Linked DNA regions of Mus musculus: regions 1 and 2 are each linked to region 3. Evidence: chromatin contacts called from public HiCAR-type data. All regions are on one chromosome and are shown on one strand. The core of a region is the stretch at or near the end of the contact, and the rest is flanking DNA. Distances in the headings are between cores, read along the strand shown.

The links. HiCAR-type assays count read pairs that join an accessible place to other places.
Region 1: a contact with region 3 is called in a HiCAR-type map of fibro-adipogenic progenitors, with 3 times the contacts expected there. The contact joins the enhancer-like site here to the promoter of 5031426D15Rik in region 3. A contact is called at or near these places in 6 of 39 promoter capture datasets (the 3T3-L1 cell line, epiblast stem cells, frontonasal cranial neural crest and 3 more), 2 of 484 Hi-C or Micro-C datasets (cerebral cortex and uterus) and 1 of 115 datasets of contacts at active chromatin or transcription factors (fibro-adipogenic progenitors).
Region 2: a contact with region 3 is called in a HiCAR-type map of fibro-adipogenic progenitors, with 3 times the contacts expected there. The contact joins the enhancer-like site here to the promoter of 5031426D15Rik in region 3. A contact is called at or near these places in 3 of 39 promoter capture datasets (hippocampal neurons, pre-B cells and stem cell-derived epiblast-like cells), 1 of 484 Hi-C or Micro-C datasets (cerebral cortex) and 1 of 115 datasets of contacts at active chromatin or transcription factors (fibro-adipogenic progenitors).

Annotation. Positions count from the first base shown.
Region 1 is chr2:7,257,474-7,262,345 of GRCm38.p6, forward strand. It overlaps a transcript of Celf2 not described here. Among named protein-coding and RNA genes, the nearest start is that of 5031426D15Rik, 330 kb to the left of the region's middle. Within about 2 kb of position 2,943, at least 29 of the 459 cell types and tissues checked have an H3K27ac peak or open chromatin away from gene starts, as enhancers often do. A contact at or near this core is called in fibro-adipogenic progenitors and uterus, where this site is marked.
Region 2 is chr2:7,220,683-7,225,401 of GRCm38.p6, forward strand. It overlaps a transcript of Celf2 not described here. Among named protein-coding and RNA genes, the nearest start is that of 5031426D15Rik, 290 kb to the left of the region's middle. Within about 2 kb of position 2,394, at least 20 of the 459 cell types and tissues checked have an H3K27ac peak or open chromatin away from gene starts, as enhancers often do. A contact at or near this core is called in fibro-adipogenic progenitors, where this site is marked.
Region 3 is chr2:6,925,338-6,930,164 of GRCm38.p6, forward strand. It overlaps 5031426D15Rik (RIKEN cDNA 5031426D15 gene), which reads right to left and starts at 3,385. Exons shown (of 1, transcript NR_027890.1): 1 at 1-3,385. It also overlaps a transcript of Celf2 not described here.

The sequences.
Region 1 (4,872 bases), core at 1,693-4,192, 330 kb after region 3:
ATACACACACACACACACACACACACACACACACACACACACACACACACACAGAGAGAGAGAGAGAGAGAGAGAGAGAGAGAGAGAGAGAGAATAATCTTTTAAAAATAGTCACACCATTTACTTAGTCCTAGTGTGAAGCTAGATGGGCTTACCCAAGAAGTACTCATTAAGTTGAGGAGAGACTAGGAGAGCTGGAAATTCATTGATTATTGATTGATTATTGAATGTAAGTAGGGAGCTATTTGTAACACTGAGTTACATTTCTGTGATTTCATTCAGATAGTTCTCCCTTGCCTCCCATTCATACAAGATAGAGTTTTAAATATTTCCTTAAACCTCATTAAAGATGATAAAGCAGTCTGCCTCCCAGCTCCATCCAACTCCTGAAGCCCCAAGGTGAAACAACAGAGACTCCCAGAGTATCTAATTTTGTCTTTGGTGCTAATTAAAATCCTTTGGGATGTACTAATTCCAGGATGTTATTCTTGCCTAGAGCAACAGACAGTCACTAACCATGAAAGATGTTGTATCCCTAGGTCAGTATCAATCTGACTGTCTTAAGCTACACACATCTGGTGAGCAAAAATTCTTCTCTTATCTAAATCAAGGAGCCATCTTAGACTGGAAAATCTTCAAAATGTCTCCCATGCCATTCCTGGATAAAATGAATGCTACAGCAAGGCCTTGGCACCACTCACTTTCTATTTACAACTTCTGTTGTTGGTACTAAAGAGCCGGGATCTTCTCTTGTCTTTCTCCTTGATGGTCTCACTCTTAGTTATTTTGAGGAACTCCCCCCCAGTCTAACTGTAAATTATTCTGTCAGGAGTTTTGAAGTATTTCGGCTTCAGTAGCCTTTTTCTTCCAGGTCTTGTGTGTGAGGAAGAAAACTTACATAATGACATAGTGAGCTTGTTCACACACACACACACACACACACACACACACACACACACACACACACACACACACACGGTGGGGGAAGAGAAAGACAGAGACAGAGTGACAGAAAAAGACAGAAAAACAGAGACACAGAGAGACAGAAGAATAGAGACAGAGAGACAGACAGAGACAGAGGCAGAGAAGTTTTCAATCCAGTGGTTTTCTTTGATATTTAATGTGTGGAGAAAGTCAAGATGAAAGAGAAACACCTGCTGCTTTTCAGAATGGAACCCTACACATATGTGACTTTGAGCTCTGGCAGGGAATGAACCTGTAATTTCAATACTTGCAGTGAGAGCCTGCAAGTTACAAATGGAAGCCACAATTTCTATGGCAGGCATTTTGTTAGGCTGTCAGGGAGCTCATTTTGCTGTCAGTCCCTATTTTTTAAAACATTCTCTTTACATAAATAAAATGTAACAGTGAAAAATGAAACACATGAACAAACATACACAAAGGGGCACCCCAAGAAGCCCCTCCATTACTCATGCCTGTGGTGTAAGTTGATGTGGCGTCTTCACCGAGTATTTCAGAATTTAGGGAGATTACCAAGGTTATAAACTGAATAAGGAAATAGAATTGCTTTTGGTCAAGTATCAGATTCTAGCATTAAATAGCTCTTGGATATTTATGGAGAGAATGTTATATATACCATAGTCATATTTAAAACAAGATCTCTCTTTGATTTTCTTTCCTGCTTTCTTTGGATTAAAATAGACATGGTATAAGAAACTTCAGGAAAATGTAAGCTGCATCTTACTGTAGGTTACACAATTTATTTTTTTATAGTTATACCCCAATTCCTAATTTGCCATCTTCCAATCATACCATACCTACATAAAGCTCTTTTAGATAAATGAGGAGTCAGAATTCCCTGGTCCCTGTAAGAATTTTTTAATGGGAGTAGTAGGGGGAAATATGAGAGAGTGAAAAATGAGTAATCAATCACTCTGTTTACAATGTACAATCATGTTGTACAATGAATACATACACACAGAGGCAAATTGCAATATCATGGTTGGCCCACCATAACTATACATAGTAAATTATTATTTCAGTATTCATATTTTTACTCTAGCAATTCCAAAGAGCTTTAAGGTCCAACGCCACATAATTTATCTCAGAAAACCCCAGTCAGTTAGAATGTTACAAAGAACCAGCTTCCTTGATTTGAACTCATTTAATGCTGTCTCATGGCCATAGTGGATATCTGTAATCTGGGAAAATATGTGCCACTGGCCTCAAGAGTGGCAGTGGTGTTGGCTCCTCAATTTATCACTAGCAAATCATTCCCAAGTCAAAGCTCATTTTCAAGTCACCATGGTTTAGTTTCAGGACCATTGATTTACGGAGGACATTCATGTTCAAAATAATTATGCAATTGCTTTGCGTTTCAGGCTTGGGACTAAAACTTCAGCCTTTATTCTCCATCCAGTAAAATTTCCATTTCACTGTAAATCCTTCCAAGCTCTCCAGAGGACTAAAATTGGCCGTGTCTCTCCAGTGACTTCTCTGTGTGTTTCTCTCTCTCTCTCTCTCTCTCTCTCTGTCTCTGCATGCACGCATGTGTGTGTGTGTGTGTGTGTGTGTGTGTGTGTGTGTGTGTGTGTGTGAGAGAGAGAGAGAGAGAGAGAGAGAGAGAGAGAGAGAATAGAGATCTCAGGGCTACAGCTGCTTCATTACCTACATCCCAACCAGGGGAACCTGACACAGACATTCAGCCCTTGTTTAACACTGAAAAACAAGGCTGAGTTTACTTGGCTGAAAGGACACAAAGTTTGGGACAGAAAAGAATGGAAAGAGCAGAGAGCAGAACCAAATATCAGTTCTGGCCAACATTTGGAGTCACTTTCAGGGTTATAAAATGACTTACAACCCTGAAAATGTTGGCAGGACATTCTGCATACATCACATGTCTCAGGCACATGATCCAAATGCTCTCTGGCTTACAATTACAGGCTTGTGATTTCTGAGGCCCTGTTGCCATTCCAAACAATTCGTTGTATGTATTCACTTGCCTAACTAAGGTCCTTTAGCCTGGTTAACGGAAGCCTTCCAGTGAGTTGGGACATGACTTTCCTCTCAATCACATGGCGACTGTGACCCTATCTAATTGGGTAGAGGTGTAGAACATTCATGCAAAGCCACGTGCTCTTTACTTCCTGAGCTCTTCTTGGCATCAACACACACATAAAGTGAGATCAAATTGTCTGGGCTACGGCCCAGCCAGTGCTTTGTGATAATTTCATGTTGACTACATAGTAAACTGCAGAGCAACCATATTGCTGGTGACTCAGTTGGAAGATGGAGAGTACCTTCAGCATACAGAGAAATCTACTGCTTTCTCTTATGTTTGAGAGTTATTATTTTTGGAAGATATAAATAGGATGGATATTAAGAATATGTTGTTTACTGAAGAATAAAGTAGTCAACATTACTAATTTTTAGTTTGAACAAATGCTTATAGTGGCAATGAAGAAACCTGGCATGCTGGCATTTAGTGGCTCTCCCTACCCATATTCAATCAATATCTCTGCTTTACTGATTGAATGAATCCTGAGAAAACCATGTGCATGATTCTAGCAAAATCTATGGAAGTAACTCTTGGAAGGAGACTGAGGAGAGTACATCAAATACATGCACACCTTACAGGAGGAGCCATGAATTGCTACCATTAAGGCCATTATTACAGTGACTTAGAGCAACCTGAGACGTTAATTTACTCTCTCTCTAGATATAGGCTTACCGAGTCTAAGAAATTCAATGTTTTCTTTTTTTGTTCACTGCTTTTGTATCTGTCAATTTATTTATTTATTGTTTTACCAAAAACAGTTAATGCATTAATTCCTAGCCAACTGGAATAAAAACACTAAATATGTACACTCTTCAGTTAATTTTTTCCTATAAGAGACTCAACTATTATTTTTAAACATCCCACATACCATTTTGTGTCTTTCTGTTGCATTTCAATATGTGTCATTTACACTAGGAATAATTTTGACTTCAATAGTTAAAAAAAAAATTGTGGGCTGGAGAAACAAGCCAACGATTAAGAACAGATACTACTCGTGCAGAAGACCCATGTTCAGTTCCCCAGCACATATATAGAGTTGCTCACACCACCTGTAACTCCAGCTCCAAGATATCCTCTTCTTGCTTCAGTGGGTACCTGTACTAATGTGCACACATTCATATGTAATAAAATTAAAAATAAACTTTTTTCCCAAAACGTTAAGGAAAGGTGTATGTGTATATGTGTTTGTGTGTTTGTGTGTATGTGTGTGCATGCATTTCAGGCATATACATTGTATGTGTATATGTGTGTGTGCATATATGTTTGTGTGTATGTGCATGTGTGTGCATGAAGGCATGTGTTTGCACATGTGTGTGTGTTTGCATCACATCTGTATACTACATTTCAGCAATAAGACGGTCATTCCTCTCTGTAGTCATGCTGAAAGACCAGATGCTCATAAGTGCACTATTAGAGAGGATCCATCTATATTTCCTTTATTTTAGGAGAGCATGGGATTTTTAAAATGTAAAATAGTCCAGGTTTCATTTTATTTATGTCAGTGGTGCAGTTTTGGTGATAAGATTGGTGATGAAGTGACTTTTGTGATAATTACCCTTCTTCCTCTCTAGTCTCCTCCAAATGAGTTTAGAACTTGGACTGAAATCCGTCCCAAGAGGCCTGAGACAGTGGCCTCAAGGTAAAAGCAATTTACCCTTCATCTCAGCTACTCACTCAGTTCTTCATTCCTTTTTATGGCTTGAATGGAGAATGCATTGCCTAGATTTGTGAAATATATGGAAAATAATTCTACCTCCAGTTCATTGTCCTCTTGGCTATTTTTCTCATTTTCAAGCTTCATGGAACTATTCTGGGCCTTCCCAGTACACTTAACATAGCTTTAAAATAGATTT
Region 2 (4,719 bases), core at 1,144-3,643, 290 kb after region 3:
TGTTTAGACAGAATAAAATGTCAAGCTCTCCAGATTCCAACTCATGGGATTATGGTGAGTCCCTCTGCAAAGGTCATAGTACCCACCTCTTGTCACTCAGGGATAAATGGAAGCCACTGCAAGTTCATGGCCTAGGGATGCCCTGACCAACAAAATGCAAAACCAGGGCAGAGTTATTCAATGTCATAACTTTATAAAATCATTGTGTGAGGTATATATGTGTGTGCACATTTGTACATATGTATGTGCATGTATGTGGAGGCCAGAGGTCATGTTGGGTTCCTTCCTTCAATTTCTCTCCTCCTTATTCATATTTTTTATTTATGCATTTGAGAAAGAGAAGGGAGAGGAGGAAGAGAGGAGAGACATTTTCCTGACCCCGGAGCTCACAGATTCTGCTAGTCTGGCTGGCTATCCACCCCAAAGGACCTTCCTGAACTCTGCTTCCCAGAGCTGGGATTCTAGGTGCATATCCCATTCTGATTGTTTCATAAGTATAGAGGATCCAAATTCAGGTTGTCATTCTTGCACTGTGAACACTTTGCTAGATGACAATTCCCCTTCCTGCTTTCACAGTCGCAAATTGAAATTTCTGCTTTACAGTGAATAGTTTTAGGTGATATATCTTCTCTGTGTCCAATCATATATCCATTCAGGGATTTATTGACTACCTGTTCTACAGATACCTGCCAGATGTCCAGGTTGTACACTGGACAGCACATCCTCTGCAATCTGGGAGCTATGAAGCTGATATTTGCTAGACCATGACTGTCAAAAGTGCTTGAAGATGTCTCATGAGAACTGGGTCTCCCTTCAAAGCCTATGTGGAGAAGAACAAAGTGCAGAATTGTTAAGAACACAACCAGATCCTCCAAATTATTATCCTTTTCCACAGTGTCCATTCACCAGGAGGAAGGACGGGACTCCAGAGGACTCCATAAAGAAGAATCCAATCCTGTTGGCTACCAGCATCCTATGACCACTCAGTAAATGAGCAACATGGCACCCTACTGCCCTGAAAGCTTCCTTGTACTCCTAGAAGAGACCACTATTTGGAAGACTACTCACTAGCCTGGGGAGATATTTTTATTTTGGGCTTGTTTTTGTAGCTGCTCACGAAGAGGAACTTTCTCTGAGTGTATTGGCTAAATTTACCAAAATGTGACCTGATGTCCAGTTGTCCCAGCTCACCTGTCTGTCACTAGGAGTTCTGAAATGATGCAAACAATTCAAATTCCATATGACATATTTTAAACCATTGTGATTTGTTGATATCCTCCCAGTTGTCAGGGTGGCAACTGTGAACCTTTCCAAAGTCAGAACAGCCCACTGCATGGAAGTGAGTCGAGAAGGCCAGGTGGGGTACTTGCCAGAAATTTGTGGAGCCAAGAGGAGGTTTTTGATGGAGCTTGGAAACAAACTACTCCAGTAGAGATAGCCACACATCAGTGACTTCACAGATGACTGCCTGCTTTGCCTCTTCACCCAGACTGATGCTGCCTCTGACAGATCAGGAGACCTGTTAAGAGCCTATCTCTATAGCCTGCCTGGGAATACATATAGAGTGCAGAGCTAGGTTGAACCCTGGTGCAAACTGAGCCCAGGACATTCTGGCAGACAGTTCTCTGTATCAAAGTAGAATCTCTAAGGTAAAATCACTCACTCCTGCATGTACACACACACACACACACACACACACACACACACACACACACACACACACACTGTATGCACTCACCATGCAGTCTTTTCTAATTGAATCTAAAATGTAAGTGCTTTGGTGTTTCAAAGGACCCTGCAATCTTGATAAGAAAAACTAATGAGATGCCCTTTCCAGGGCTGGTCACACAATAGTCCGAGTGACAAGGACCCCTATCAAGAAATAAAGCAGAAGATAAATGAGATTTTTCTAATATCCATTTCACCCATTGTTCACCAGTGTCAGGCAGTACAGATTCTATTTATCATGGAGGAGAAGAGAGAGGGGGGGATTTTTAAAAATATATATAAAGAAAGCCTCCAAGGCAGCCTGTATAAAAACCTTCTGCTCTAGGGAAACTCCCCTGCCACCTGGTAGAAAACAAAGGCAAAGTTTAGGTGTGGGCTACGTGGGGTAGGAAGAGAAGGATGCCCAGTTTATTGCATTTTCTCTTTACCTTAAGGACAAAATAATATGCAAGAAATTACCCTTTTCAGGACAGAAGAGATTATTTCTGACTGCAGACTGGAAGAGGTTGTGATTTACAGCCCATTATTTATAGTATTTATAACCCATTAAATTGTAACTGTGTCAAAGGCTCTAGATGCAAATGGGGGTTATGAAATTGCCACTTAAGGCTGATGCGATTTCGAATTCTCAGAGGGTGCATTAAGACACAGGGTAAACAGCTGAGGCAGCAGCTCGGTTGGTAGGGTGCTTGCTTACCCAGAGGAAGCTCTGGGTCGCCTGCATCACAGGACACAACCTGGGAGTGGGAACAATGTCAGCAGTGAGGAGGCAAAGCCTGGTCCATCAGAAATCGAAGGTTATCTTTGGTGACCAAGAGAGTTTAAGGCTAGTCCGGCCACATGTTTTAAACAACAACTAAAGAAGACATAAGACAAACAAGGAGCAAAGATGCTCCGTTGTCTGTCCTAAAGGTCACTCCATTAGGGTCACTAATGAGATCTTATTCCTTATAATTCATTAATTGTAGCATCCCTGAATTGAGTACATGAGACAGAAAGATAAAATCTAAACCAGGGGAACCTTTAAAACTGTAGTCCAACTTTTAAAGCACCCCCGCCCCTACAAGAATGACCTCATACTTAGAAATCTGACTCTGTTAAAGGCTCACCCCCTTGGGATGTCTAGATGCTTCGATGTCCTCTCCCAACTATGCTCATTGTGACAGCAAGTGTTACCCTGTGATGGCTGAAGCTTTCAGAAGTCTTTTACATTTCAAGAGAACTTGCCTGGCTGAGGCACTCAAAGGGATGTGCCAGCTCCAAGACTCTTAGCATCTGCAGCTTGCCAGGGATGCAGATGAGCAACGTCCTTGTTTCCTCAGAAGCTGACTGAGAGGCAGCCCTTGTGGACCAGGGTCAGATGGCAGGCCAGGCTCCTACAGCTCAACATGTGCCCCACCAAGTGCTTCCTGTGCAGTACAGGGAGGGGGTGGGTCCAGAGGAAAGGGCTGTGGTTTTGATCCAATGTTAATTTACTTCTGGAGACTTATACTATTCTGGTTGCTATTTTAGAAAGAAGTATGCATTTAAAAATTAAAGTCCATCCTCTTCAAATGTCTTATAGGTTGTTTATTAGTGAGTGCCATGTGTCATGGTAGAAATAAGTCAAGAGGGGAGGGTGGCAACTGAAGGGCTGCAGTCTTCATACAGTTTTTCTATTTCAAAAGAGCCAAAGAACACACACAAGGATTCATTTGCGTTTTAATAAACATTTTCTCTGTCTACTTGTTTCATTTTCCCACCTGCTCCCTGCTAGAAAGACATCTTCAGTCTGGTTATCACATCCCTGCTTAATGCAAGCTGCCACCCAGACGACACTGTGTCTGTTGGGTACTGTGGATTTTCAACTAGCCAGTTTGGCTTTGAGAATTAGAAAACACAGTGATTCGTAGAGTTAAGTGGTTAGTAAGACTCACCAGAAGTCCCATTTTCTCCACCCATATCATAAGAACACCACTGGGTAATACATAGAGAGAAAGGGAAAGAATTTATCTCTGATAGTAACTAGGAAAGAACAGGAGACAGAGATAAACTGGCAAAGTGCTTGCCTTGTGTGCATGGAGTCCTGACTTCTATCCCCAGAAACTAGATGTTGTGCTGCATGCCTGTAATCTGAGCCCTTAGGAGGTGGAGACAAAAGGGTCAGAAGGTCAGGGGCATCCTGGCTATGTAGTCATTATATGGCCAAGCTGAGATACAAGAGACCAAGTCCTGAAATATAATAAAATATCAAAACAAAAAACTCAGCCATCTCAGGCAGGCCTTCACAAATACCCTTGAAATGCTAGAGAAGTACACTTTGTGCTATTCTCCCTCTGGCTAGCAGACTTCTTGTTCGCTAACATTTCCTTGTAGTATTCTGTTGACTTACAACTGAATGAATTAATGACTCAACAAGCCAACTATTTGTTGGTTATGTACGATTAAGTCATTTGTAGCTACTCAGAATCAGAAATAAAGCCAGTGTCTTAGTTAGGGTTTCTATGGCTACAACAAAACACTTTGACCATAAAGAAGTCAGGGAGGAAAGAGTTTATTTGGCTTGCACTTTCACATCATAGCCAGGGAAAGAATTCAAACAGGACAGAAATCTAAAGGCAGAAGCTGACACAGAGGTTGTGGAGGAGTGGTGCTTGCTGGCTTGCTCCCCCGTGGCTTGCTCAGCCTGCTTCTTATAGAGCCCAAGACCACCAACCCAGGGTGACCCCACCCACAATGGACTGGGCCCTCCTACTTCAATCACTAATTAAGAAAATGCCGTACAGGTCTTATAGATGCATTTTTATCAATTGGGGCTCCTTCTTTTTAGATAACTTTAGATTATGTCAAGTTGATGTAAAACTAGCCAGTACAGACAGTGACCTCCTCCTAAGGGATTTTATTATGAAACTTGGAAGCATATGAAAATATTAAAGTGGAGTGAATGAAGGAAGAAAGAGTGAGACCTGATATAGTTTAGGGTTATATGGATTAAACTTAAGAAGTATTTCT
Region 3 (4,827 bases), core at 2,135-4,634:
TAGCTCCGTGGCCTTCATTAGGCCTAAAATAAAAATGAACTGAGAAAATCCCACTGTAGCTCGGTGTAGTGGCTCATACCTGTAATCCCAGAACTCAAGAGACTGAAACAGAAGGAATACTGTAGTGAGTTTGAGACCAGAGATATATGGCCATACATCAAGTTCTGGGGCGAGCCTGGGCTACAGAGTCAGACACTATAAAGAGAAAACCATTGTGGAATATTTGCACTTGTATGAAGAGCACTGACCAGCTGGGACCAGCATTGAAGAGAACGGCAGGGATAATAAAGCAATGAAGGAGGTCCCATCCTCGTGCTCTCTTTAATCCCATTAGCCAAAGAGAATGGTAGACTTTCAGAAATTTAGAAGCACAAAGCCCTCTAGCCAGGAACATGCCTACTTAGAATACTGTGCCAGGCATATTTAAATCTATAAAGCAAATGCCCAATTACCAAGAAAAAGGAGGCAGTTTCCAATTCATACCTATTAGTTTCGCTATAAAAAATAAGAATAGCCTAACGGTGCCCAGAGCAGAACAGCCAGCCAGCTATAACAAGAAGGCTTTGCCTTCCTGCTCTATTGAGAAATGGGATGTCCTGTCAAATCAAACACTCGGTTGAATAGGATATTATCAACATACTAGGTGCGTATTACCAGTTTTCCAGATATGGGATGCAATAAAATCTTTAATACTAAAGCAACACTGAACACATTGTAATCTTTCTCTGATGATTCAAGACATTTCAGAACTTTTCATTAACTCCAGATCACCTTTAGGAACCTCAGTTTTCACTGGGCCCAGTGAAGCACAGTTATATCAATTAAGAGAAGTTCCCATTTGACAGAGTATTCTAACGACTAGCTTTAGCAGTAGAGTATTTCTACTGGGTGGATTTAAATAAAGTTGGATGCCCCACCCCAACCTAGTTTATTTGGTTCAATGCCCCCAAGCAAACAAACAAACAAACAAGAAATAAATAAAGCACTGTCTTTGGTTAATGTCAGTAAGAAGAAAATATAATTTTCTGCCCTGGGATTGTGGGGACGAGGGGAGAAGCTCAAGGCCCGCGGCTCCGCCTTCCTGCTTTTAGTGCTCTCTTAACAGACATCTTTTCCACAACCAGCTTATGTTGGTTGAGCTCCAGTTTCCCTAGGAAGACACCTAGGATTGAAAAGTCAGCTAAGACAGTCCCTCTCCAGCTTGTAACTTCATGCTGTTTTGAGTGGTGAGAGAGTTTAGGAACCCACACCAGGCATCCTGACAGCAGTGCGTATGACGATAACCACCGTGTTGAAATTAAAAAAAAAATGAAACAAAACAAAAGATGCTGATGCTAATTCTTTTTCAGTTTGGGTCACACAAGGTGCCAGCAACTGGTGCTAATTGAAAAGGAAAACGATAATTCAATATTCTAGCAGCTTGCATCCACCTCATGCTCTTTGATCCAGAAGACTGAAAAGACATTTTTCACAAAGGAAACTAATCAAGGTACCTTCCCCTGGGGGAATGGGGTCATTCTGTGTCTATGAAAAGGCCAGGCAATAGTTATGTGATGACAGCCCTTCTGCTGATGGACCAAAAGGATCCAAGGAGAAAAAAATATGTAATACTCTTAGAAGGTTGAAATATACTGACTAACCTAGGCTAAAGGTTTGAGAATATTCCAAGCAACCCTGGTTTGGTTCCCTACTGTGTAGCTTAGTTTTTAATGCCAACCTGACACCACCTAGAATTCAGCTTGGAAGAGGAAACATTAATGGTAGAACTATCTGAATTAGACTGGTTTCTGAACATATCTGTGAGAGACTGTCTTGATTAATCGATGTGGCAGGGCCCAGTCCACTCCAGGTGGCACCATCCCTAGGCATGTGGTCCTGAGCTGTATAATAAAACAAACTGGGCATGACACAGTGAGCAAGCCAGTAGGCAACCTTCTCCATGTTCTCAGTGCTGACTTCCCTCAATGATGGATTGCGATCTTAAAGTGAAAGCTGAAATAAATGATTTCCTTCCCTAAGTTTCTTCTGGATATGGCATTTATCACAGCAACAGAAAAGCAAACTACAGAATCCATGTTAGATTGATTGGACTTGTAAAATACATGTGATATTGCTTTAAAAAAGAAAAGAATATTTGTATTCTGAACACAAAATATAAAAGTTAAACAAATATTTATGGAAGGTAATCACAACCTCTTATTGACAGTAAAGCACAATATGGAAATGGGTTGATAAAGTTGAGCTGACTTTGGTAACTGATATATATATATATATAAATTCATAACATAAAGTAACTCAAGGAATAATGACAGTTGGTCTGGGACATGCTGGGATAGGGGAAATTTATCAGCCTGTTCTTAAAACACACCACCAAAAGCACCTGCCTCATACACAGCAGGGTAATGTGGGCCTGTTCTTTCTCTGTTTTCTAACATGTTTGAGAAGCAGACTGTGATGTAATCCTTCAAAACTGAGCTACCCAACTTAGAGTCTCTCCATGGAAGCTTCCCCAGGATGCTCCACACTCCATACGCTGGCTCTGGAGAACCCCAGGGTATGGTGGAGAATATCTTGGGCATATGGCTGGTGTTCTCACTTTCATCTCCTTGACTCTTCAGTTTGTTCTCTCTCTCTTTTTTTTTTCTCTCTTTTGAAATGTGGCTCATTCTAGAAGCAGCTGAATTGGTACAGACAGTACTTCTGAGGATACATCCCTGAGAATTTAGCTGCAAAGCCCAGGAGAAGTCAGATCCCTGGGAAGAAGCCAAGTGCAGATTTCAGAGAAACAGCATCCTCATGCTTGAGCAAGTTTTCCTCTCCAGATGAAACTTGTCAAATTCCCTTCATACACCCTTCTCTCTAGACAGATGGACACAGAAACGGAGATACAGATTCATGCTTATTTCGGTGTAAACATTTTTTTTTCTCCAAAGTACAGCTTTCAGAGAGTCCCCATTACTGACTCCTAAGGAATTACTCACATTTAGTCTAGCGACTCCCTCCAAGACTGTTTAACACTTCATAAGCATTTCCCTTAAGCCATAAACAACCCTGAGACAGATAACCAAGATGGTGCCTCTGATCAGACTTTGCAGGGTGACTTCTGGTTCATCTCCCATTTGATGCCGAGGACAAAGAGATATATCTGTGACTATGATTATCCACTTGGAAGGTGAGGAAATGAAGTTAAAGGCGAGAGTCTGTGAGACAGCTCTGTAGGTAAAGACATTTCTTATCAAGCCTGCCTGAGTAGGAAACTCAGAACTTACATGGTGGAAAGAGAGAGCTGATTCCAGTAAATTGCCCTTTGACCTTCATATGCATGCTATGGTACACACACACACATACATACATACACACACACACACACACACACACACACACACACACACACACATGTGCATAAAATCTTACAAAAGGTTAGCTTGTGGTAAGAGTTTCTGTCTTCTCTGATCAGTTTATAAACACCAAGTTCTTTCTCTTATGAAATCACGTGAACAATGCAAAGACCAATGGGACATCATTTCATGAGGTCTGCCTTGAACACTTCAGTGTCCTCTGAAGATGAAATCAATCACTCTGTTCTTCTCTTTTCTGCGGGAGACAAAGGGAAGGGGGGATGGGCAGAAGAGCTGAAGAGACAGGATCCATTGGCCAAAGCTTAGCTTGATGGTTAGCTAAAGCAGACCTTGTCAAGTTTAGAAGTTTCTTTGTGTGTGTGTGTGTGTGTGTGTGTGTGTGTGTGTGTGTGTATGTGTGTGTGTACAGATATGTGATTGACAACAAGTTCCTTCTCTATTGTTCTCCAACTTCCTTTTGGACACAGAGATCCACATTGGTTCTGGCGCTTGCCAGTTTATTTAACTGGCTGGTCAACAGGCCCCTAGAACACACACCCCCAGCACGAGGATGTTCCTGTTACACACGTGGTTTTTTATGTGGTTTCTGGGGCTCTGAACTCAGGATTCTCAGGTTTGGATTGCAAGCACTTTACAGGTTGATTCCTTCTCCCAGCCCTGTAACAGGGCTTCTGACAGCTTTAACTCACTGGCGAGTGCGTTCATCCTCTTAGACTCAGACAAAGGCATCGAGGGTCATCCTTCACAGAGCAGATGACTCCCAGAAGATGCGTATGCACCAAATGTTAATTCTATTATACCATTAATGTACCATTACCTATAATAAATGTCTTCCAATAAATTGCCCAGTACCATAGGTCACATAGAAATACATAAGGCAGTGCGAGTGAATCATCAGAAAGACTGGCTTAATCGTAGAGACTAAGATTGATCAGATGTGGAAAAGACTAGAAGTCCAGAGTGCCATAAAGCAAATAGAATAGGAAGAAAGTGGCTACCTTGCAGGACTTTGAGGGTCATCCTGTGGAGTATGCTATACTAAATCCTGAGGCGCTGGAGAGTGGAGTGGAGTGGGACCATTGACAGCGAGCGTGGGGAAGCACGGTCTGGCTCATTACAGGAGGATGTGAGATCTTAATGCCATCTACTGTGTGCAATCCACTTTTTGTGGTTCTTTTAGATCAGGTGGTTTACTGCCTTATCCAGTACACAGCATTTAATAAGATGGCAGAGAAGCTAGCAGCGAGGCTCACAGAAGCCAATAACCAGGTTTCAAGCCACTTTTCTTATATGCAGGGGAAAGAGATGTGTGCTCCAAGTCTGAGTTCCTCTGAGGCATATACCTACTTGACCACTTGGCAGCTGTTACCTGAGAAAAGGTAACTTCCCTAAAGAGAGATCTATAAGCTAGTATGGGGCCTGGAGAATTTTATACTAGCAACTGGAAGATGCCTTCTCTAAAGAAGAG